Regions from separate parts of the Mus musculus genome. Here regions 1, 3, 4, 5, 6 and 7 are each linked to region 2. Evidence: chromatin contacts called from public Hi-C, HiCAR-type, HiChIP or PLAC-seq and promoter capture Hi-C data. All regions are on one chromosome and are shown on one strand. Each heading gives the region's core, a stretch centred on a gene start, on an enhancer-like site or on the middle of the called end of the contact. The rest is flanking DNA. Distances are from core to core; before and after follow the strand shown.

What was found. Promoter capture Hi-C pulls out the DNA fragments that hold promoters and counts their contacts. A called contact is a pair of places that touch in the nucleus more often than the background predicts. HiCAR-type assays count read pairs that join an accessible place to other places. HiChIP or PLAC-seq counts read pairs in DNA pulled down with a chosen protein or histone mark.
Region 1: an H3K27ac HiChIP or PLAC-seq map of embryonic stem cells shows a contact between it and region 2, with 4 times the contacts expected there. The contact joins the enhancer-like site here to the promoter of Cntln in region 2. A contact is called at or near these places in 5 of 39 promoter capture datasets (the 3T3-L1 cell line, embryonic stem cells, liver and 1 more), 5 of 115 datasets of contacts at active chromatin or transcription factors (all in embryonic stem cells) and 1 of 9 other capture datasets (embryonic stem cells).
Region 3: a Hi-C map of uterus shows a contact between it and region 2, with 3 times the contacts expected there. The contact joins the enhancer-like site here to the promoter of Cntln in region 2. A contact is called at or near these places in 7 of 39 promoter capture datasets (the 3T3-L1 cell line, cranial neural crest, embryonic stem cells and 3 more), 1 of 484 Hi-C or Micro-C datasets (uterus) and 1 of 115 datasets of contacts at active chromatin or transcription factors (astrocytes).
Region 4: a contact with region 2 is called in a HiCAR-type map of fibro-adipogenic progenitors, with 3 times the contacts expected there. The contact joins the enhancer-like site here to the promoter of Cntln in region 2. A contact is called at or near these places in 2 of 39 promoter capture datasets (frontonasal cranial neural crest and hippocampal neurons), 3 of 115 datasets of contacts at active chromatin or transcription factors (embryonic stem cells, fibro-adipogenic progenitors and stem cell-derived neural progenitor cells) and 1 of 9 other capture datasets (embryonic stem cells).
Region 5: a Hi-C map of uterus shows a contact between it and region 2, with 2.8 times the contacts expected there. The contact joins the enhancer-like site here to the promoter of Cntln in region 2. A contact is called at or near these places in 5 of 39 promoter capture datasets (the 3T3-L1 cell line, embryonic stem cells, frontonasal cranial neural crest and 2 more), 1 of 484 Hi-C or Micro-C datasets (uterus) and 1 of 115 datasets of contacts at active chromatin or transcription factors (embryonic stem cells).
Region 6: a contact with region 2 is called in a HiCAR-type map of fibro-adipogenic progenitors, with 4 times the contacts expected there. The contact joins the enhancer-like site here to the promoter of Cntln in region 2. A contact is called at or near these places in 6 of 39 promoter capture datasets (the 3T3-L1 cell line, 3T3-L1-derived adipocytes, embryonic stem cells and 2 more), 3 of 115 datasets of contacts at active chromatin or transcription factors (the NIH/3T3 cell line, astrocytes and fibro-adipogenic progenitors) and 1 of 9 other capture datasets (embryonic stem cells).
Region 7: a contact with region 2 is called in a promoter capture Hi-C map of liver, with 5 times the contacts expected there. The contact joins the enhancer-like site here to the promoter of Cntln in region 2. A contact is called at or near these places in 6 of 39 promoter capture datasets (the 3T3-L1 cell line, 3T3-L1-derived adipocytes, cranial neural crest and 3 more), 1 of 15 datasets of contacts at CTCF or cohesin (the NIH/3T3 cell line), 3 of 484 Hi-C or Micro-C datasets (embryonic fibroblasts, embryonic stem cells and epidermal suprabasal cells), 10 of 115 datasets of contacts at active chromatin or transcription factors (the NIH/3T3 cell line, astrocytes, embryonic forebrain and 3 more) and 1 of 9 other capture datasets (embryonic stem cells).

Annotation. Positions count from the first base shown.
Region 1 is chr4:84,228,145-84,231,000 of GRCm38.p6, forward strand. No RefSeq gene overlaps it. Among named protein-coding and RNA genes, the nearest start is that of Gm33597, 8.8 kb to the left of the region's middle. Within about 2 kb of position 1,332, at least 8 of the 459 cell types and tissues checked have an H3K27ac peak or open chromatin away from gene starts, as enhancers often do. A contact at or near this core is called in embryonic stem cells, where this site is marked.
Region 2 is chr4:84,882,868-84,885,885 of GRCm38.p6, forward strand. It overlaps Cntln (centlein, centrosomal protein), which reads left to right and starts at 1,442. Exons shown (of 26, transcript NM_175275.4): 1 at 1,442-1,957. The coding sequence starts at 1,598.
Region 3 is chr4:83,925,077-83,927,887 of GRCm38.p6, forward strand. No RefSeq gene overlaps it. Among named protein-coding and RNA genes, the nearest start is that of Gm11415, 38 kb to the left of the region's middle. Within about 2 kb of position 1,520, at least 15 of the 459 cell types and tissues checked have an H3K27ac peak or open chromatin away from gene starts, as enhancers often do. A contact at or near this core is called in uterus, where this site is marked.
Region 4 is chr4:83,973,127-83,976,079 of GRCm38.p6, forward strand. No RefSeq gene overlaps it. Among named protein-coding and RNA genes, the nearest start is that of 6030471H07Rik, 70 kb to the right of the region's middle. Within about 2 kb of position 1,630, at least 28 of the 459 cell types and tissues checked have an H3K27ac peak or open chromatin away from gene starts, as enhancers often do. A contact at or near this core is called in fibro-adipogenic progenitors, where this site is marked.
Region 5 is chr4:84,351,447-84,354,232 of GRCm38.p6, forward strand. All of the region lies in intron 5 of Bnc2 (basonuclin 2), which reads right to left. Among named protein-coding and RNA genes, the nearest start is that of Gm33597, 130 kb to the left of the region's middle. Within about 2 kb of position 1,390, at least 6 of the 459 cell types and tissues checked have an H3K27ac peak or open chromatin away from gene starts, as enhancers often do. A contact at or near this core is called in uterus, where this site is marked.
Region 6 is chr4:84,002,961-84,005,840 of GRCm38.p6, forward strand. No RefSeq gene overlaps it. Among named protein-coding and RNA genes, the nearest start is that of 6030471H07Rik, 40 kb to the right of the region's middle. Within about 2 kb of position 1,586, at least 28 of the 459 cell types and tissues checked have an H3K27ac peak or open chromatin away from gene starts, as enhancers often do. A contact at or near this core is called in fibro-adipogenic progenitors, where this site is marked.
Region 7 is chr4:84,067,121-84,070,297 of GRCm38.p6, forward strand. No RefSeq gene overlaps it. Among named protein-coding and RNA genes, the nearest start is that of Gm33410, 3.8 kb to the right of the region's middle. Within about 2 kb of position 1,256, at least 10 of the 459 cell types and tissues checked have an H3K27ac peak or open chromatin away from gene starts, as enhancers often do. A contact at or near this core is called in liver, where this site is marked.

The DNA of each region.
Region 1 (2,856 bases), core at 82-2,581, 650 kb before region 2:
ATCCTAACAGTCCACAGGAGTTAGCCAAGTGTGAAGTCTCTGTGCACAGAAGAGCAGTGTCCATGTGTTAATATGAACATTTTGGTTGCTATACTGGGAATCCTTTGGAGACCAAGTGGAGAGTAGCTGACTAAGATCTGGAGTGTAGATGACATGAATCAGAGGGTTTCTAGCTGCTTAGAGCTAGAGGCAAGGTTCGGCCCTGCAAGCAGGACACCCTTCAAATCATGTGTTCTTAACTCCCATTTCATCCTTTAACACTTGTTAGCCAGTTATTTTTTTCCACAAAGGGGCCCAGAGAACTCAATAGCTAGGAAAAAGCTCCATGCTCCCATCACATTATTTTCCTCAAGGTAATGAATACAGAAGGATCTACCTAATTGAAGGGGGCAAAGGGCCAGAGAACACTGAAGGAAGGGACTGTCAACATCTCCAAAAATTCTTATCCCATCACATAGACGTGTACAGCCTAGCCAAGCAGTGAGGTACGCAGTGGTCTCCTCTCACTGGCAACAAACCATTGCATTGTCTTCGGAAGCCAAGGACCTCTCCAGGTATTTTTATAGGGAGAGTGAGTGGGTGGAGCAGGAGCTACCTGACCTGTAGTCAGGGTTCTGGCATCCAGACTGGGAAAAGTGAGGTAAGTCGCTCCCATTATAAACAGTTGCTTCATTGGCAACTACAGCTTCGCAGAAGGATAGACTGTGACATCCTGTCTTTCTGACATGATCAGAATTGTATTTGGAGGCAATTCATCTGGCAGCAGTATCTAGTCTGATTTGGAGATGGGAGATGGAATAATGATCCCCTTAAATTATAATAGCATCAGGGTGACCCTGTGCTAGGCACTTGCTGTAGATGCTTCCATTCTACCCTCACACACCTATGAGATAATGTACTGTTTTCCATTCTGTACAGATAAGGAAATTGAAATCCAACAGATCCAGACATTTGCCCAAGGGTTAAACTGCACATAAGCAGTAGAGTCAAGATCAAATTCAGATCCATCTGACTCTAAATCCCAGGCTTCTCTCTGTTCAGAGGCTATTACAATAGCACAGATAAGAGATAATGAAAGCCAGAGGCAGGGCACCAAAGCAAACACTGTAAAGAAAACCGTAGACAGAAGACCCTTGTCAGAGGAAATGGAGGGACCGGACTGTTCAGACCTGAAGGTGGGGTGGGCTGAGTGGAAGTGGTGTTGAGTTCTTCCTGTCAGGCCTGAGGCAAGTTTGCAACTGAATTCACTGAAAGGCAAAGAGGAACAAGGGCAGAAGGAAAGACAAACAGGCTGGAGGAGGCTCTGCTAGCTATAGATTCCAGGCTTTGTTTCCTCACAAAGAACATGAATCTGCTGCATTTACTGGGTCAGGAACACTGTGACTCTACCTCCTTCTAGGCCCAGTTCTTTTGCTGTGTTTGTACATTCTTCCTCTCCAGAAATGGGTGTTGACGGGTAGAAACAAGGAGCCAGGAATCCTTGAAACCTGGGAAATTATTGACTGCTCTTTCATAATAAAAGTTGTACCTTGCAACAATTCACTAAGTCCTTAAGGCTAGGCGGTTCATTCACGTTAGTGTAATGCCTTCGCCTGGCCAATATCCCACATGCACTTTGAGACAATGGTATTCACAGTGTCACTCAAGAAACTTTGACCACCTGGGCGCAGAGTTGAGGACCTATGTGGGTCATTGAGTAAGTCCCTTTAATCTTGGCTTCTGTTTAGTCGTCTGAAGGTCGGGGATGACAAATAGACTTCTTTAACTAGGTCTGCAGTGAATTACATATGTAGGACCTGGATCAGTACGTTCAGATACACTAGATAATAGCAGTAGTATCAGGGTTGAGAACCTGTGATTCTTATCAGGAAATGTTATCTTCCCTTGACCTCTAGGCCCAGGCTTGATAGATAGGATTATTTCTGTTATTGGACATAGAATTTTGTAGGCCAGAAGCTTAATCTCATTGATTTGGACATTTATACACAGAGTTCTCTTTATTTGTCTCCCATCCTTTTAGCATCCCTTCTGTTTACAGGATTTGGCTTGATACAGAAGTCTGTGTAGGTGCCAGGAGTCCTATGGAGATGTCTTCATTTTAGCACAGTACCTCCTTCCTCCCAGGAGACCCTCACTTTGTTCCCTTCATCTTTGCTGAGAAATGCTAAGCTGGCTTCTGTTTCCCAGTCTCCAGCCAGCTCTGCGTCAGCCATAGATAGTTCAAAATTGTTGTAACACTCATTAAGAAGGTCAAAAAGAAAGCAATTTGGAAGCTCTGCCTGTGAGGGGAGGCCCTGGAATCAGACTCTTCTGCTGCTTCTCCTGAAGTTACAATGCAGACTTCACCTTCTGCCCTACATCAGTGCATTTCCCTAATTTGGGGGTCCAAAGAGAGAAAGGCTTCCTTCTGTGTCCCTTTTCTCTGCAGGCTTTAGGAGCTGCCTGTCACCTGCCTCTTGGTGGAAAGAGGAACTCCCAGTTTCTCTCTCTGAATGCTTCCCACCAATCTTGCCCTAGTAATGTCCAGTTGACAGCTGACTTGACTGTATACTTTCTGAAAACACAGAGTTCTATCTGATCCCCTGTTCTCCTGCCTTCGGTCTTTCAGTTGATCATTCTTATACTCTTCTTTATGTTCTAGATGTTTCCTTCCTCTTCTCCTAACTCTTGAGAGAATTTTCTCACAGGCTTACCTTTGCCTAGCCTCCTTATGCTTCTGTGGGTCTCCTCACCCTCATGCAAGCATGTAGCAGGTGGGTGAAATTTGACTTAACTCAACTGACCGTAGCCTTTGGGTCTCAAAGTGGCCATCTCTTGCTTCTACAGCCTCTACTCTCACTCTTCCTAAATTCCTCT
Region 2 (3,018 bases), core at 192-2,691:
AATTTAATTTGAAAACTATTATTGGACTCAGCAAATGTTAGATGTTCAACACGATAGTTCTTTGTAGGACAAGTTTATATGTACTTTTCCTTTTTTATTTCTATGGGTACCTATGTGTGTGGAGACCTGAGGTCCTGCGTCTCCTTCAATCATTCCCCATCTCAGTTTTTGAGACAGAGACTCTTAATGATCTTGGAGCTTGCAGATTTGGCTAGAGTAGCTGACCAGCAAGTCACAGGATCTGGCCTCTGTCTCCTAAATTCTGGGATTACAGGTCTGCCAACATCATGGCAGCCGGCTTTGGAAAACACACGTGGGCTCTGAGGGATTGAATTCATGATTTCACGGCAAGCACTGCATGGGCTGAGCCATCATGGCCCCGAGCCCTACATGCACTGGAAACATGTAATTCTCTAATACACTTTGCAGTGTTGGAAGGATGACCAGAGGCAGTCTTCGGGCATGCCGACTCAGTACAGGCAAAAATGGTTTGAAAATGGTAACTTCACGGTGGGACTCTCAATCCCTACTTCAAATCTCTTCCAAGAATTCTGTAAACTTTTCCTAGAAAACAAAACAAACAAACAAACAAACACCCCCCCCCCAACAAACCAGCAACAACAAAAAAGTAATTCTATCTTTCTGTGAAACTCAGCTCAGCGTGCGCGCGTTCACTAAGTTTAGCACTCTGGAGGAAGTGTCTTAAGGGCAAAGAAAGGTTATTGTGTTTTTGAAGTTTATAGCAAAGCAAGTGAGAAAAGACCAGAGACTAAAAAAGTGAGTCAGTCTCATTTCTTTCATCAGACTCCATTGCTGACTTTAGTTCGGTCCAAGGACACCAAGCCGTTGGGCCTTGTAGGACAAAGTTGCTCTGATATCCAGCCAAGGGATAAAGAAATTGACATAAAGACTCAAAGGAAACCATGACTCTTGCAAAACAAAAGACAAAGGGTGTAGGAAGGATCATAATTCAAGTGGGAAGCCTGCTCGATAGTCCCAGCTCAGCACAAGGCTTTCCGCGTCTCCTTGACTTCAGTCGGTTAGATGTCAGCCGCACGTAAGGCAGCGTTGCCAAGGGGTGTGAAGAAAACACTTAACTCTAAAACCTATTCCCTGATCCTCAAGGAGCTTACAACAGCGTTGGAGAGATTAGCGGGGTAACTAACACTTGAGGGCGGTCAATGAAACGTGAAAAACGAGTTGGCAGAAGCCTTGGAGGAGGAAAGAATTCACAGTTCTGGATCACTGGGGGCTGGGGGCTTGTCAGGAAGGCTTTAAGACGAGGGATGTAAAGTAGGCCCTCGGCGGAGCTAGGGCGTTAGGAGGGCGGGAAAGTCAGGCACTTCGGACTCGGGACAGTGGAGGCGCCAGCAATGAACTTGCTGGTCGAGCCTCCGCCGGCCCGGCGCGCATGCGCAGATCAGCTCAGCCGCCCGCGCTCGGAGCTGGGCCCGCGGCAAGCCCACTAGGAACCGCGATCGCCGGACCAGGCGGGAAAAGCTCCGCGCATGCGTAGGACGGCAGGCCAGGCTCCCCAGGATGGGGAAGGGAAGGTGGAGTTTTCAAGCGGGAACTTGACCCGTTAGGCGCCGCGGCCATGGCGGCGCGCTCGCCGTCTTCCTCGCCGCCTCCGCCCCCGGTGCGGCGGTCCAGCCGGCGGTCCCTGCGCGTCGGGCGCGGAGCCGAAGTGCACGCTGTGCGCAGCGAGGCCTCGGGTCTGGCGGGCGCCGCGAGGGAGGTCGTCGCGGATAAAAGCGACTTACTTTGGAGGGGCGAAGAAGGGTCAGGGGGACGGCGAGGGTCGGGGCGGGCCGGGGCCGCTGTCGCTCCTGTCGCCAGCGCGCCCGCGGGTTCCTGGTGGCCAGAGGGCCTCTCCTCGGAGGAGGCGAAGGCGACGCGATCGCAGCTGCTGGAGGAAGAGCTGAGCAGCCTAAAGGAGGAGCTGGCCCTGTGTCAGGTATCAGGACTGGCCGCCGGCCTTCCTGTCCACGGCCCCGGCCGGGGGCAGCGCCGCCCATCACCGCCGCCCGAGCTCATGCTCGCGGCCCGGGGCACCTAGTGAACCCTCCCGGGACGCGCCCTCCAGGCTCCACGCCCTGCCTCTGCCCACTGTCTGGGCTGCAGGCTCTGTCCCGCTGCAGACCCGGGTTTCGATTTTAATAGGATGCTCTCCAGAGGCTCCTTCCTCAAAGCCCAAGTTCCTGGTGCTGTCTAGTGATACCCAGTGCCCACGAGTGGAGTGCATTCGTGAATTGAAATAAACAGGACCGTGTCAGAAAAATAAAATCCACTGATGGAAATTGCCCGTTTTTAAACTTCAGACCCACACTTAACCCTTGTTCTTACCTTGTTAAACTTAAGTTCCAAACACAACCACAGTTTTTAGAAAGCCCTGGGAACGGGACTACAACCTTAGGATGCTACGTATTCATTTATTAACTTCCAGTGATCCCATAGTGAAGTACTTTCATGTGAGTGTGCCAGAGGAAAGCAGTTGTTAGAGCAGTCATCTCACATTACTTCCCAGATTAGTTTGAGGGTTTGGGGATGGTGAGCTTGCCTGTCCTTCAGTGCAGAGTATTTATTTATTTATTTATTTAGTTAGTTTATTGGTTTTGCCTTCTCACCACCATCTCCTTAGATTTGGCTCTAACCACATATAGGGTTAGGAAATAAAAATGTTGAGAATTCATTCAGTTAATTACAAGTCTTTAAGGGAAAAAAATCGCTGTATTTAAGAGACACTAATTAGGAACCGCCAACACCAGAGACAGCATCAACAGAGCAGCATTATCACGTTAGATTAGTAAAACCTTGAAACTCTCTTACGGTTCTGTTGGGTTCTCTTGCTCCGTTTTATAGGTCTTTTCTGTAAAGACAAGAGAATCGTGTGTAACTTGAATACATCATTGGTTAAGCAGATTGGGGAGCAATGATCAGACTGCACCCCTTTCAGTTACTCATTTTCTATTGGCTGGCAAAACAGCAAAAGGATGTCTATAGGTCAGGGATGAACTA
Region 3 (2,811 bases), core at 270-2,769, 960 kb before region 2:
AGTGTTCAGAATCAAGGGAAGAAGTATCGGATTGCAACCATGCTTCATGCTTTAACATCTCAGCCTCAGTGAGGTAACACGTTTAAAAAAATCATTGAGGAAGATACTTTGAAAATGTCAGTTTATGAATGACAATGGCAATTGCCTACAAAGTGTTTCTGATTCCAGCAGGGGGCAGGAACCCTCGTTCCTGGCTTTGGTCTGTGAAAGTAGACTTTCGTTAGGACACTCTTCTATGGGGGAGGGAGCTGGACTCTGTGACCTTCACTCTTACCCATCCAGGACTCAGGGAGGGGAGATCTGAGCCTGGGAATACTGCTGACTCTTAGGTAACTCAGCTACGATTTTTTTCCCTCTTCTGCTTTTTAAATTAGTGTGAGCTAGCACGGCCTTAAGATTTGGTGCCTAGCTGAGACAGCAGAAAGTCACATGCATTAGTTAGGACACAGGCTAAACTGCTGTCCTGAAGACACTGAGAAATGCCACCTTGGAGATGAGATTGTTTATTCCTCTGTGGAGAGCATTTCCTGGCAGGCCTGCGGCACCTGGCAGGTAGGTGGCACTGCTCCATAAAGCCAGCAGACTTTCTTCCATTTTGCTCCATCAGCCCAGAGTGCTTATCTGAGGGTGCTTTTCACATCTGTATCCAGCCTGTGCAAGGGAAGGACAAACGGCTACTTTCTTTTATAACATCTGACCTAGAATGTGCACACATCACTTTCGCTGCTTGGAAATTGGTCACTTGGCCACTCTGGCACTGAGCAGCATGGGAACTGGGAAGTACTATTTCCAGCTGGACACCATTTTCTTCCTTCTTGGGTGTGCATGTACTTCTGAGGGTGTGTGAGAGAGTCGTTTTACCATCAGAAAGATTAGACTAGATGACAGAAGGAAATGGGCGGTATCTGCCATATTTTCCCAATCATAGGTCATTTGATACATGTGAGGGACACTGGACCCTCTCAAAACCTCTTTGTACCTCTGAGAACCTCTTGAAACCTCAACATCTCACCATCAAGAGAATTGTATAGCAGAAGTGTTGGGAGTAACAACCAAGATAAAGAGAGCAGGCCCGAGAGGCAGCCGTGAGCTCTTTGCTCTGCAACCCTTCCTCTGCATAGCCCAGAACCCCTGTTGGCACACACAGTCCGTGCAGACCATGGGTACAGAGCTGGAGGTAGCCAGCAGTTGGCCCAATTCTGCCTTTGGCTGCTGTTCCTGGAGTCCCCTTTCCTCCTCCTGCACCTCCCTCGTGGAGGAATTCTGTAGATTGATGACCTGTCACCTAGAAGATGGAGACAGACCCCAAATCCTGTGTTCTTAAAGGAGAGAATTAACGAGGCCTCCGAGTTGTCTTGGTGCCTGTTTCAGAATGGCCCGTGGCTGAGAGAGCCAGTGTCTGCGGGGCTTCGGGCGGTCAAGCTGCCCTGAATGTGACCTGTCAGGGGTTGTTTGTGATCTTTGTGCCCAGTGATGCAGGTCACAGGCAGTGTTCCTCCCAAGGATCTGATTGTTTGCAGTTGTGAAGTGCAGGAGCTTGGATCTGTCCGAGCAGAGGGTTAAATCATGGAGTGTTTTACAAGAGCGGCTATAGGGAATGCCGTGTTTTCTCCTTATATGGTTATTTTTCTCAGTCCAAAATCCCAGGGTGTATTTTACGTGGTTGAAATACACAAATGGAGTCACAGTCTTAGCCAAACATGCTATGTGGCTTTAAAATTAACAAGCCTCCCTCTACTTCTGTACCCTAAACACACCCTGGAGCAGCAGTTTCTGTTGAGACTGAGGAAAAGAAAGACTCTTGCCTTTTTAGCCACCAACAATATTTGCCTGGGATGAGCTTCTCTAATCCCACTGCTGCCTTCTGCATGAGGATATTTTTTCTGTGCAAGCGTCGGTGGGTCAAATCAAAGTGTCGCAGTTTTTTTTTTTTTTTTCCATTTTTTATTAGGTATTTAACTCATTTACATTTCCAATGCTATACCAAAAGTCCCCCATATCCACCCACCCCCACTCCCCTGCCCACCCACTCCCCCTTTTTGGCCCTGGTATTCCCCTGTACTGGGGCATATAAAGTTTGCAAGTCCAATGGGCCTCTCTTTCCAGTGATGGCCGACTAGGCCATCTTTTGATATATATGCAGCTAGAGTCAAGAGCTCCGGGGTACTGGTTAGCTCATAATGTTGTTCCACCTATAGGGTTGCAGATCCCTTTAGCTCCTTGGCTACTTTCTCTAGCACCTCCATTGGGAGCCCTATGATCCATCCATTAGCTGACTGTGAGCATCCACTTCTGTGTTTGCTGGGCCCCGGCATAGTCTCACAAGAGACAGCTACATCTGCGTCCTTTCAATAAAATCTTGCTAGTGTATGCAATGGTGTCAGCGTTTGGATGCTGATTATGGGGTGGATCCCTGGCTATGGCAGTCTCTACATGGTCCATCCTTTCATCTCAGCTCCAAACTCCGTCTCTGTAACTCCTTCCATGGGTGTTTTGTTCCCAAATCTAAGGAGGGGCATAGTGTCCACACTTCAGTCTTCATTCTCCTTGAGTTTCATGTGTTTAGCAAATTATATCTTATATCTTGGGTATCCTAGGTTTGGGGCTAATATCCACTTATCAGTGAATACATATTGTGTGAGTTTCTTTGTGAATGTGTTACCTCACTCAGGATGATGCCCTCCAGGTCCATCCATTTGGCTAGGAATTTCATAAATTCATTCTTTTTAATAGCTGAGTAGTACTCCATTGTGTAGATGTACCACATTTTCTGTATCCATTCCTCTGTTGAGGGGCATCTAGGTTCTTTCC
Region 4 (2,953 bases), core at 380-2,879, 910 kb before region 2:
CTGAAGGGTCAAGGCACTGGGGGTTAGGAGCTCCCACTGTTAATCTTGGCTACCTACAGCACTACAGACCCCTAAATAAAGTGTCACTATAGGTTTTAAGTCCATGGGAAGCCAATACCACAAGCCAACTGTTGTTCCAGGAGAGATGACTCACCGACACTTGCCTGGAAACCCCTGTGGCTGTCCACTCTGCAATGATAATGATGTGGAGAACTCTGCCTTCAAATCTTGAGCAAGTGTTCTAAGCCACTGACAGGCTCACACCACACCGAGATACTTGTGGTAAATGTGACTTCAAGATCCTCCCATGTGACACAGACTAGAGCAGGAGGTGGCTTTGGCACAGAGTCTTCAGCTGACCATGATGTTCTGTGTATATCTTTTGAAACATTTTCTCATCCTTACCACATGCCGAACGCTTTGACAAGGAAGAACACATGAGGTCAGGATAGAAATAGATTGACCATATGACTGTGAGTACTGACTGCAAGGTCCTTATGTTTATGCTTATAAAGTCGTATTCGGGGTGGAGGGGGAAGCTGGGTCCATTTCTCAATAGTTAGGAGGACTGGCTACTCTTCCAGAGGACTGGGGTTTGATTCCTAGTAACTACATGGAGGCTTACAACTGTGTGTTAACTCCAGTTTTATAAGATCTAACACCCTCTTCTGACCTCTGAGGGCACTAGGCATGAACATAGCACTTGCACACACACGCACATGATACATGCAGGAATGCATGCACGTGCGTGCATGTAAAATACACATACACACAAAGTAAGATAAAAATTTAAAAATTAGTTTAAAAGGAGAGAAGTGGAAAATGAGGAGAGAGCTGCTTTATTTTCTTTCTGCCCCCTAAATTGTTTTGTAAGAGAGCAAGCCTTAAAATTCCCATTAAGTGGTCCTGAGCTGGCTAAGCTCGAAAGGTCTGTACTTGTGTAAAGGCGGGAACTCACTCATAAACCAAGCAACAGTCCCCAGGTATTTGGGGCAGTAAATTACTTCTAGATGATTAAGACAATGGAGAAAAATATTTTTCTTTTAAATGTAAAAGAGAGATGATCCTGGCAATAGAGAAATAATTTTAAATAGTTTATCTGACTTCTCATTCTTTTTCTCCTTTTAGCCCCTCTCTCTTTTTTTTTAATCATTTTCTCAACCTCTGGTCCCCCATTTTTATCCTTGTAATTGTGTAATTTCTCTCCACTTTCCTTATATTCCCCGCTCATGGAAGTTTGCCCAGAGCTGGTGACAACCCCCAGCTCCCATACTGCCTGCAAGCATGAGAGACTGGCCACAGCTGGGATGACCCTGTCCTCTACTGCCTGTATGCAAGTAAATCATGTACAGATAGTGTGAGTAGTTTTGGGAATGCCCCCTCCTCCCAGGATCCTCCTCCACCGAATACATCTTCATCACTAGATTTCAAATTCAGATGATGTACAGGAAGAGATAACAGCCATTTTTTTCAGCATCCTTTCCTCCCATGGAAACTTCCCCATTCCACCCAATGGGAAAGGAATGAGATTATTAGGATTTTTTTTTCCTTACAAAGTGTGCACACTGAGGCCCAGGAGTAGAGCATGCCAGATGTTGTAAGAGCATGACTGCTTAGTCCCTTTGGCCACACATGCTGAAGTCATGAAGTTGGGAAACCTGACTCAGGAGTGGCCGTCCAGTGTGGGTGCTGACGAAGCAGCAACTGCCCTGGGTCAACTGGCAATGCAGCCGGTCCCTTGCCCAAGTCTGGCTGGACACGTGCTTGACTAGGGGCAGTCAGAGGGGACCAGAGACTTGGGACTGTTTGCAGCCATTCCAGAATACACTGAAGGGCTAAAAGGTTCAAGGGAGCTGAGGACCGTGTCTGCAGGTGAAGAGGAAGGCCTGGCTGATGCTGTTTCTTCCTAAGCAGCAGACACGCATCCTGTGTGAATGGTGGGGAGACGGATGCTCTTTTCTAAAACAAAAGATAGGGAGGTTAAGCTGAGAGGGATCAAGGACGGGTTCTGTTCTCTGTGACATCTTTATGGACATTACAATGTGAATTAGTCATCACTTTCTATAAAAAATAAACGGAGACACCAGAGGGAACAAGATTTTAAATAGAGTCTGTAGGCTCAGCTTGTTCCTCACTGAGGCCAGTTACAATCAGTTCCTACTCTGCCCTGCGCTCTGATTCCAGGTCTAAGTGGTCCATTTTCACATTTACACCAAGCATTAAAAAAAAAAAGACTCAAAAGACTTGTGTTCTATGCTCATTGCCTTTGCTCTTGATATACCTTTGCAACAACAGAATTCTTTCCTGTCACTTCTAATCAGTCCTGGAATGTATTCCAGGACTGCCAGCATCTTCTACCCAGTAATACCGTCCTGGGCTCCGCTGGAGGGACAGTGTCTGGGACGTTGACTACTAAAACTGACCTCTCTGTCATAGCCTAGTTTTCAAGTGGGTTTGGCCAGGAACCCAAGAACCTTGTTGTAAATGCAGACTCCCGGCTCCACTCTCTGAAAATCCAGGTAAAACCCCACTGTACTTTCACTGAGACTCCGGGTGAGACAAGCAGTTGCTAAGTCACTGGGATGCCAGACACAGCTGTGTGGGAATTCTTTCTACAGCACACTTGTACATGGCTTCCTCTCATGCTCCCCCTACTCAGCGGGTGTAGACATTTGCTAACAGAAGTTCTTTGCTGCCTATCAGAGCGCTCTCTCTCTCTCTCTCTCTCTCTCTCTCTCCCTCTCTCTCTCTCTCTCTCTTGTTTTTACAGCTAGCTTTCTGCAGAACAGAAAAAAAAAAAAGAAGAAGAAAGAAAAGAATTGAACTTAAACGTAGCCAAACAATTTTTACCAGAGCAGTAAAGTCATTTCCTCATTGAGCTCTGCTCTGGGGCAGATCTAAGAAGCTCCATTCATGCTGAACTATTAAACAAATTTAGTCACCACCCAATTCT
Region 5 (2,786 bases), core at 140-2,639, 530 kb before region 2:
ATTTGGAACAAAGCTTATTTTTTGTTAATTTTTCACTGTAAGACATTCCGAACACCACCCACTCTGTTTTGTTCTCTGACGCCTGGATAGAGGAAGGAAATCCCTCTCATTTCTTGATACATAAAATATTCCAGTCACAAATTTATCATTCTATCATTCTGTGCTACTCTCAGTATTTATTGGTTCATTATGCCCAAGTGCATGTTCAAACACTGAATACTGAGCTAGCTATCCGCACTGTATACTTTTCTTCAACTTCTGCTCTGGATGTTCAGCAAATTTAAACTGTATCTCAAATGTCTACTTGATCTGTATTCATCACTGCCCATCTCTACTTCCAGCCTAAATCTCACAAAGGAAGATACTTAGCCTGGGTATCTTCTCTTACATATCACCTCAATACTAAAGTCAACTTTAGCATTACACCTAAAGTTGTAACCTGTATTTCTACTCATTGCTGTGCAAATATACCGCATCCACTTTCCCCAGGGAAACTGGTCTTCAGAACACAAAGGCATGGGTCTTAACACTGTCTCTAATGTTAAGTAGCAAGTACACCATACTGCACATGTGTATACACACAGAGCTCTACAAAAGGTTTCAATAACACTGATACCAGACATATGTCAAATGCATACCACCTTATAATGTTTCCTAACGTTTTTGTTTTTATTCATTTACTTACTTTTTACATAGTAGACTCAGGCCAGGCTGAGAGAGTAAAGACCTGGAAATCTGAGGTAAACCATGAAAGGTTTCTCTCTCTCTCTCCCTCTCCGTCCTTCCTTCCCTCCCTTCAATAATTATAAAGAAAATAAGACCAGCAGAACCTTTGTGTGCTGCTGGGATGTACATCCCCTAGTTATAGAAAATGAGTTTGATCTTTAATTTTAAGTGAGAATAAGTCAAAGTCACCAGTCTAGGTAAACATTCACTCTATAGGCTGTCAACATCTCTGGGGCTCTAAGTACTGTCAAATTTCTAGCCAAGAAAGTAGAAATGCTGTTATCTAGCCCGAGAAAGCAACAGTATTTGGTATTTTACAAAAGATGTTGTAAAACTCAGTAAAACATCATCTACCTTCAACCTCAGAAATATGGAAAACCATTTTATGTATTTCTGATAAACAGGTGACCTAGTTTTAAGCTTCTCCCCTAAACTGGTCAGCCCTGTATTTCAGAGTCTGAAACTACACTGAGCATGCATGGAGATGATTCCAATACTCTCTTCTGTTTTCAGGTCCTAAGAAGTTTAGACCACTTTCTCCACTGTTCTCTAACAAATGGCTGAAAAGACCTGTTTGTGCTTCTGATGCCGGAGGAACTGTTCAGGAACTGTTCATCCCTGCAAGGCTATGAGTCACTGCCAAGGTCAGGAAGACCTTTGTTAATCAAGAAAGCTCTGGCCACACACTCACTCAAGCTGTCGTAAGGAAAGCTGCCTTAATGCCCACTCTTATTTTCCACAGATCATCAATCATCTTTACATAAGAAAAACATGCAACTTCCTTACTGGGTAGAGGGGCCTCCTTCTAGGCCTTCATCCTGGTTCCTTTTCTGTCCTTTTGGTCCTTTGCCTAGAGGTGCTGCTACCAAGAAGGAGAATTTCCTTTTGAAGATGAGAGCAAGGAGGTCCATTTAGCCCACCATTAGAAAATTAAAGCTAGGTGATAAAAGGCAAGAAGTCTAGGGGGCCCTAACATCCTTTGATGCTCCTTTCTTCTTGTACTAATGCTAACATTTAGTGTATCAGCCGCTAAACCAGGATAACACTGTACCTGTAGAGCTCAGAATGAGATGTTTGCACCAGATCTCTAAATACAAGGACTATAACTGGATTAATTTCTTTTTATCCTAGGTCAGAAATTGCACTGCAGACTGGAGAATGTGCAAGGGTAATTTCCAGGTAAACAAACTGCTCTACAAATGTTATCAGATTGTTTGACTGAGTAATGGATATAATCCTGGGTGACTTACTGCCATCGGTCACATTCGATGCTCATGTGACAGAGCTGCAAACCTCACTTACCCACTCAAGCTGTGCTTTGCCTTTCTTTAATTTGGGAGAATGGCTATATTTCTTCATGAGCCTAATATTATCATACTTTCTTCCAGATGATCCAATGTAAGACCTACCCATCTGTCACCAAAACTTAACCAACCAGCCAACCAAACAATAAAACCCAAAACTACAAACAAACAAACAAACAAAAAAAGACCAACGAAGACAACACTAGGAAGTATCAGTCCCTTCACTTAACAAAAAAGCATTTTCAAAAATGCTAATGGAAGGTGCTAGATTTGCTTTCAACCAAACCCCATCAGCAGGAAACGCAAGTCCTTCTCCTGCTAAGGTAAGCAAGAGGTATCTGAACCCATAGCACCCAAAAAATGCCACCTCTGACTGACAGTATCCTCCAATGCCACCTCACTGCCATCAGCACAAGCTTTCCACCACAAAGCTTGTATGTTCCTGTGTCCACATCACACAGCCAATCACACATTACAGAGTTCAATTCAAATTCCACCAAAAGTACTCGCCACAAAACTCACACTGGATATTTAGGATACTGATGCTAATAGAAGCAGAGACTAATGTGGGACCTACTCCCGCTTCTGTTTACACCCATCTAGTGATGTGCACAAGAATGGGCACCTTCTCATGAAGAAGATTTGACACTCAGATTCCCCCTCCATAGCCACATTTCCTCCTTCCTTGAAGAAAATGAAATTCTACCAAGGTATTTGAACACCAGATTATTGAAATAACCTTTATGCTCTCAAACA
Region 6 (2,880 bases), core at 336-2,835, 880 kb before region 2:
TTTTAGCCAGCATTTAGCCTTCCTCTCTTCTGCCACCAGAGGGGCCTGCCGGCTCTTCTTCACCTCACGCTTACAGTCCATCCATTGGTTCAGATAGGACACTGGAACTTACTGAGTATGGATAATTTCCCTGCTAATTATTTATTTTTACCTTTTAAGATTATAATTATATAATGTCTCCTTTCCCTTTCCTCCTTCCAACCCACAACCCACCCCCAATAAACCCTCCCTGCTCTCTCCCAAATTTATGCCCTCTCTCCCCATTAATTGTTATTACATGCATATATGTATGTAATACCTACATACTGCTATAATAACTTCATACAGTGTTACTGAGATGTGTGCTTTCTGGGCCGATCGTTTAGTATTGGACAGCCAAATGATATGTTCTCCCCTAGAGAAGACTATTTCTCTGGGATCCCAGCTTCCCTTAGTTGCCTGTAGTTCTATGTAGTTGAGACCGAATGGGCTCTTTCCCATTCACTTTGGTAGCCTATTGGTGTCATCTTTGTTCAGCCCATGTTTGAGGGCAGTCATGGCAGTGAGATTCTATGGATGTAGTTTCTGACATCACTAATCTCCCAAAAATCTTCCTGAACCTCTGGTTCTAACAGTTTCCACCCCCTCTCCCACAATGTTCCTAGAGCCTTAGGTTCCCAGCTAATTTGACAAGGTCTTAGTAGTCACCATAGCAACAGTGCCCAAAGCAGGAGCTGACCGGGGCTCATGGAATCTTCTCTGTCCTCCTTGCCCTTTGACCACCTCACTTCACTCCTTCATCTCTCTTCCTCGGTGCAGCTCTTGAACGCCCTCAGAGTATACAGTGCAGGAGTTGAGTACACATGTTTCTGTATGTCAGGTATGCAGTTTCTGAGGCAGGGGCTTTGGTTTGATTCTAGCATGTAGTGTTAGATTGACTTTGGCCAATGAAATTTGGGGAAATGTTTGTTAGGGGATTGGAGGAGAGAATTCTCTAGAAGTAGCCTTCCTTAGGGGTGACCTATCTGAAAGCAACAATGGAACCTGCTGCTGCCATCTCTCATGTGAGAGGATATGGCTTAAGAGAGATGGTGTTAACAAACCGGCAGAGAGAAGGTTGAAGCCCCAGAGACTACCCTCTCTCTGCTCTTGAGGTGATGTGTGTGGCCAATTTCTTAGGGCTTCAGAAATTCCAATTCAAACTCTTCTCTTTCCTGCCTTGACTCTCTCCAAATCTTCCGAGTGGATTGGGAACTCAGAACTTTTTTTGTTATTGTTGAACTGATGGTCTAGGGCCCAGCACCTGGCTCCCATCAACAACATCTGGTATTAATTGTCTTATCTGTCGTCATAAAGTATGGGCTTTGTAAGGGTAGGGAATCTGTTTTGTTCAAAATTGTCAGTTTGCTCCCCTCTCCTCAGAGACTCCCTTATCCCTGTTACAAAGTAAGACACCCCACAAATGTTTGTAGGATTGAGTTCGGCAACTGCTCCCCCCTGTACCCCGATTCTGTTATCCCAATTGTCACCTCTCTTCTATCCTGTTCTAATTCTTCTCACACTGTTTCTCACTGGACAGTGCACTTTGCTTAAGCTGAGTCATAGCTCCCAGGCCCTCTCTCTGACTCTGAAATCCCACACAGCTCTTAGCATTTTTAGGTCTCATGGGAGGCTCTGATAGCTTACCAACGCATGGGCCTGCTGAAACCCTGACCAGCACTAGTGTGTTCCTAAGGTTATATTTCCACACTTTCTGCTCATGCTGCATGTCCAGCTCCTAAGGGTAGTTATCACCACCTTCCTAGTCCTGTGCTGTACCAGTGCCGTCGGTAGACTTAGAGATTAATGTATAAGAATATTAAGGTACAAGTCGAAACCCTACAGATTATTTAAAGTTGAGCCTCTCAAGGGCTATTTTGATGTGGATGGAACTAACATTTAAAAATTCTTGGGGGTGTGGGAGTAAGCTTTAGAAGTGATACCATACACTGGTATTGCACAACCATTATGTGTTTTGATGTTTCCAATGGTAGTAATGGAGCAGAGCTTCCTTCCTTGGTCTCTCAGACTTTACTGTGTTTGAACTTCTGCTATTAGGTGTGTCTGCAAAGAACTGAGAACACACAGCTGCTGTTTGCTGAGAGGGCCCTCAGCATCCTATGGTCTGTCCTTTAGAAGGACAAAAGGCTACAGTCTCTGCTTCTCAGCCAGCCGTGGGACTGATACTCAAGCACGCAGCTCAGTGCTTTAAATTATTCACACTAAGTCCAACAAACAGCCAGCTAGGGAGAAGTAAATGCCAAGCTGGTGCAGCCGCCTTTCTTCACGGTCGCTTTCAGCGACGCTTGTCTCTGTGATAGATTTCGACCCTGGTTATAACACAGGGGCTTCGAGAGACAACATTTTAAAACCTTAAAACCAAGAGAAAAGTGGCAAGTTATCAGAGAGTCAACAAATCTGTCCTCAGGTATTTTTCCTTATTTTACATCCCAGCGGCCCGGGGCCTCTTTGGGAACCTGATGATGTTTTCAAAGCAAAGTACCACTGTGTGTGTGTGTGTGTCGCTTTGTTCAGTTTCCATGGGTGTCTGAAGCTGGGGCTGTTCAGGGAGTGGTGAGGCAGGAATATGGCCCCGAGTTGAGAGCATCTACAACATACAGAAGGTGTGATTTCAGCTTCAGTGTCTCGTTGGTGTCTAGTCGGTGTGTACAGTACTGGGTTTCACAAAGACAGTTTCGAGAATACCATGCACTTTGACCACCACATATGCCCTCTGCTGGGTGTTAATTTAATATCCTCAGGGTACATACCCAGAAATGTATGCTGGGTTATGTGAGAGCTGCATTTAAATCTTGTTTTATAGAAACCTTTGTATGGCTTCCATAATGGCTGGCCTAATTT
Region 7 (3,177 bases), core at 6-2,505, 820 kb before region 2:
AAGGGGATGGAAAGATTCTAAGAGCCAGAGGTGGTAGGTTACAACTATGTTGTGACATCATGCACGAGACCTGTGCAGAACTAAGTCATAATTAAGCCATAACCAGTATGGAGGTGGGAGGTGGTCATGAGGTCCCTCCCCTAGCCCACTGGCAAGAAGAAGGTATTTAAGTACGGGGGTCCTTGGTAAATCAACCACATTCCATCAGATGGCCCACACTTAAGAGTATTTGGGCAACACAAATTGGTTTCAGGATTTTTTGTTTGTTTTTGTTTTTTGTTTTTTCAAGACACAAAGTGAGGTGGGAAGATAGGGGAGAAAAAGGAATACATATAACCAAAGTGTATTCTGCAACATTTCAAAGAATTAATCATAATAATTAAAAAATGGTACTGCAAAGAAAGTCCTGATACTTCCATTTTATGGAATTCAAAGAGATTACACATCAGTTACCCGAGGACGGAAAGCCGGTGCAGAGTCTTCCAGGGGTCCAGCCAAGACCCTTCAATCTCCAAAGCTATGTTCTGCTGCCATGCCCACCACACAGCAAGTTTAGAAAACCTGCCAACATTACCTTGAGGGGTTCCTAGACCACCACACATTACATCATTACGTGTGCTTCCCTAGAACCAGTGTTCAGAATCATACAGTCGCTAAATTAAACCTACTACTTTATGGACACTGCTCTCACAAAAGGGCCCGATCTTAATGCAAACGAAAAAAAGTTGGTATAAGTCAATTACATAAAATAGATCGAGGTGGGGGAGATGACAGATGTGCTAAACATCACCAAGCATGCAGAGCACAAACTATGGTCTGCTGTGCTGCACGGAAGACCAAGACCGCAAGAGTGCTGTTAAGAGGTATCTAGAATCGGGAGCTGAGGACTCTGGTCCATGTATTAGTGATGCCTGCTGTGGCAAGCTGTGCAGAGTTAGAGGAGGGCAGGGGAATGGCAACTTGTGAAATCACTTTGTTCTTCTTGAGCAAGCCCAGTGTTCTCCTGCTCCTCCCCCAGAGGAAGAACGGCTACTCTAACGCTGAGTCAATGTCCATTAACTATTAACTCTTTCCAACAGCTCAAAGCATTTGCCCGTGGTACTCCATTAATGTGCTTGTCTTTCTAGGGAGATTGTGTGTACCTTCTCAAAGTTGAGATAGTTTCCCGTGGAGAAGCAGTACTGAGTTAGACTCCTGTGAGTCTGAGTGTGTCAGAGGCCATGTACTCTTTGATCCATGGTCTCCTCCTCTTCGCAGTGCGCTTGCTTGCAAGACCTAACTGAACGCACAGTGGAGAGCATCGATCACGTTGCTCACAGAGGTCAACGGTGGTGTCTGATGGTCCATTCAATCCCATGGTTCTCTTACCCCTTCAACAGATATTCCACAAAGCTTGGGAAGCAGAGGAACCGTCCACCAGTAAGGTTGTCACAACAACAACAACAACAACAACAACAACAACAGGCAATTCACTTCTCCGCACACATTTGGAAGGCTTAGCAGCTCCTCCGTAGCCTTTGTGGACATCATGGCCCTGACACACTTCCCTCCACCCCACCAACACGCAGACACACGGACTTTGACCACACACTCTCACACCAGAAGAATCAGAAAATACACGAAGAAAAAAAAAATCTAATAATACTTACTTGAGGTTTTTTAAACTCCTTGGGGGTAGATAGATACAAGGCAGTAAACCAGCATCAGGAAAGAAAAACAGGTTTTTTTGTTTTTTGGTTTTTTGGAAAAAAAAAAAGCTAATAAAAAAAATCCCATAGGAAGGAAATGGAAACCCCCCACCCCCAAAATGGAGCTAAATTGTGTGGTTGCTCTTAGCTGCTTTCCTGGAAGGAGGCAGAAGCTGAGAGCATTCGGCACTTAGACTGGAATTGTTTTCTAAACAGATTTTTCTTAGTGTGTATTTTTCACATATTTTAACCTTTCTCAAAACACCCTGGCCAAAAGCAGTAAAATTGCCGTGCTATTAAACTTAAATTAGGGGCTTGTGCAGACCGAGGGGCCCAGCTGGGTTTCCTCTGGCAATAGGGAGAAGGAGGGAGGGAACGCCACCACGCGGTAAGGCCCTCAGGTACTTGCCTGGTGCCCCGTGGGAAAGCCCGGCTGAACCTGGCCTCTGGCTAATAATGGACAGGCAGCAGGAGGGAATGCAGTGATAGGAAGTTTTTAAAAATAATGAATTAAAAATTATTTTTTTAAGTAAAAAAATATGCACATCAAGTGGGAAATTAATTACACCTGCATGTTTTCAAACCCAGGGGTTGAGTGGAACCAGTTTTATTCTGTGCTCTCAGTGTCAAAGGGTAGGGCTAGGTAGGGGCTGTTTGGTTCTGGCAGAGTACTGGGAGGGAGGGGGAGAGCCGTGTGGAGAGAGGCCCACACTTCACTCCGAACAGTAGACTTTTTAGTTTAAGCCTTGCTGGGAACAACAGACTTTTCACAAGTCATCACCAGCCAAAGAAAAGTCATTTGCTATCTCGTGCTTCTCCTTGGGCTTTGGGGACTCAATAAAAAGTGTTGCCTTTGTCTCTAGGAGCACAAAGTCTGGGTGCACGTGAGGCCTGGGAGACACATGAAGTCACCTCCTGTTATGACTACCCACACAGACAGACAAGGCCAGAGGGTACCCCAGGAAAGCTGTGCTGAGCGGAAAGTGCCTGAGTGGGTTTATTGATCTCATTGGAAAATAGGCATTTCAGCTTCTCTCCACGGAGTCGGCCTGGACGTGTCAGCAAGGCGTCCCTTTGGACCCATCGACCCGAGCTGAAAAATGTGCTGCGTTTCACCTCCACTGATTCTGCCGCTGCTGCCTGTGTTGTCTGATGGTCCATCCAGGAAGAAAGAGACGGGTGGTAGCAGCAGCCACATACCTTACTCTGCGAATGGCTCTGGCCTGTGTCGGCACTGGGAACCTGCACACCCTGGTCTGGTTAGGGAAGTGCCGAGGGCCATGAATCCTTGGCGCAGAGACAGCTGCAGTTGGGAAGGGTCTTTAGCTCCCAGTTATTTTGCAGCAATGGGCAGAACATTAAAACAGTCTGCTATAGCCACCCAGCCTTGCGGCTCAAATCTGAGCTTAGACTGTGAGGACATGACCAAAGGAAACAAACGTTTGACCAGACATCTGACAACATCTGTTTACTTTGCTTGTGTGAATGC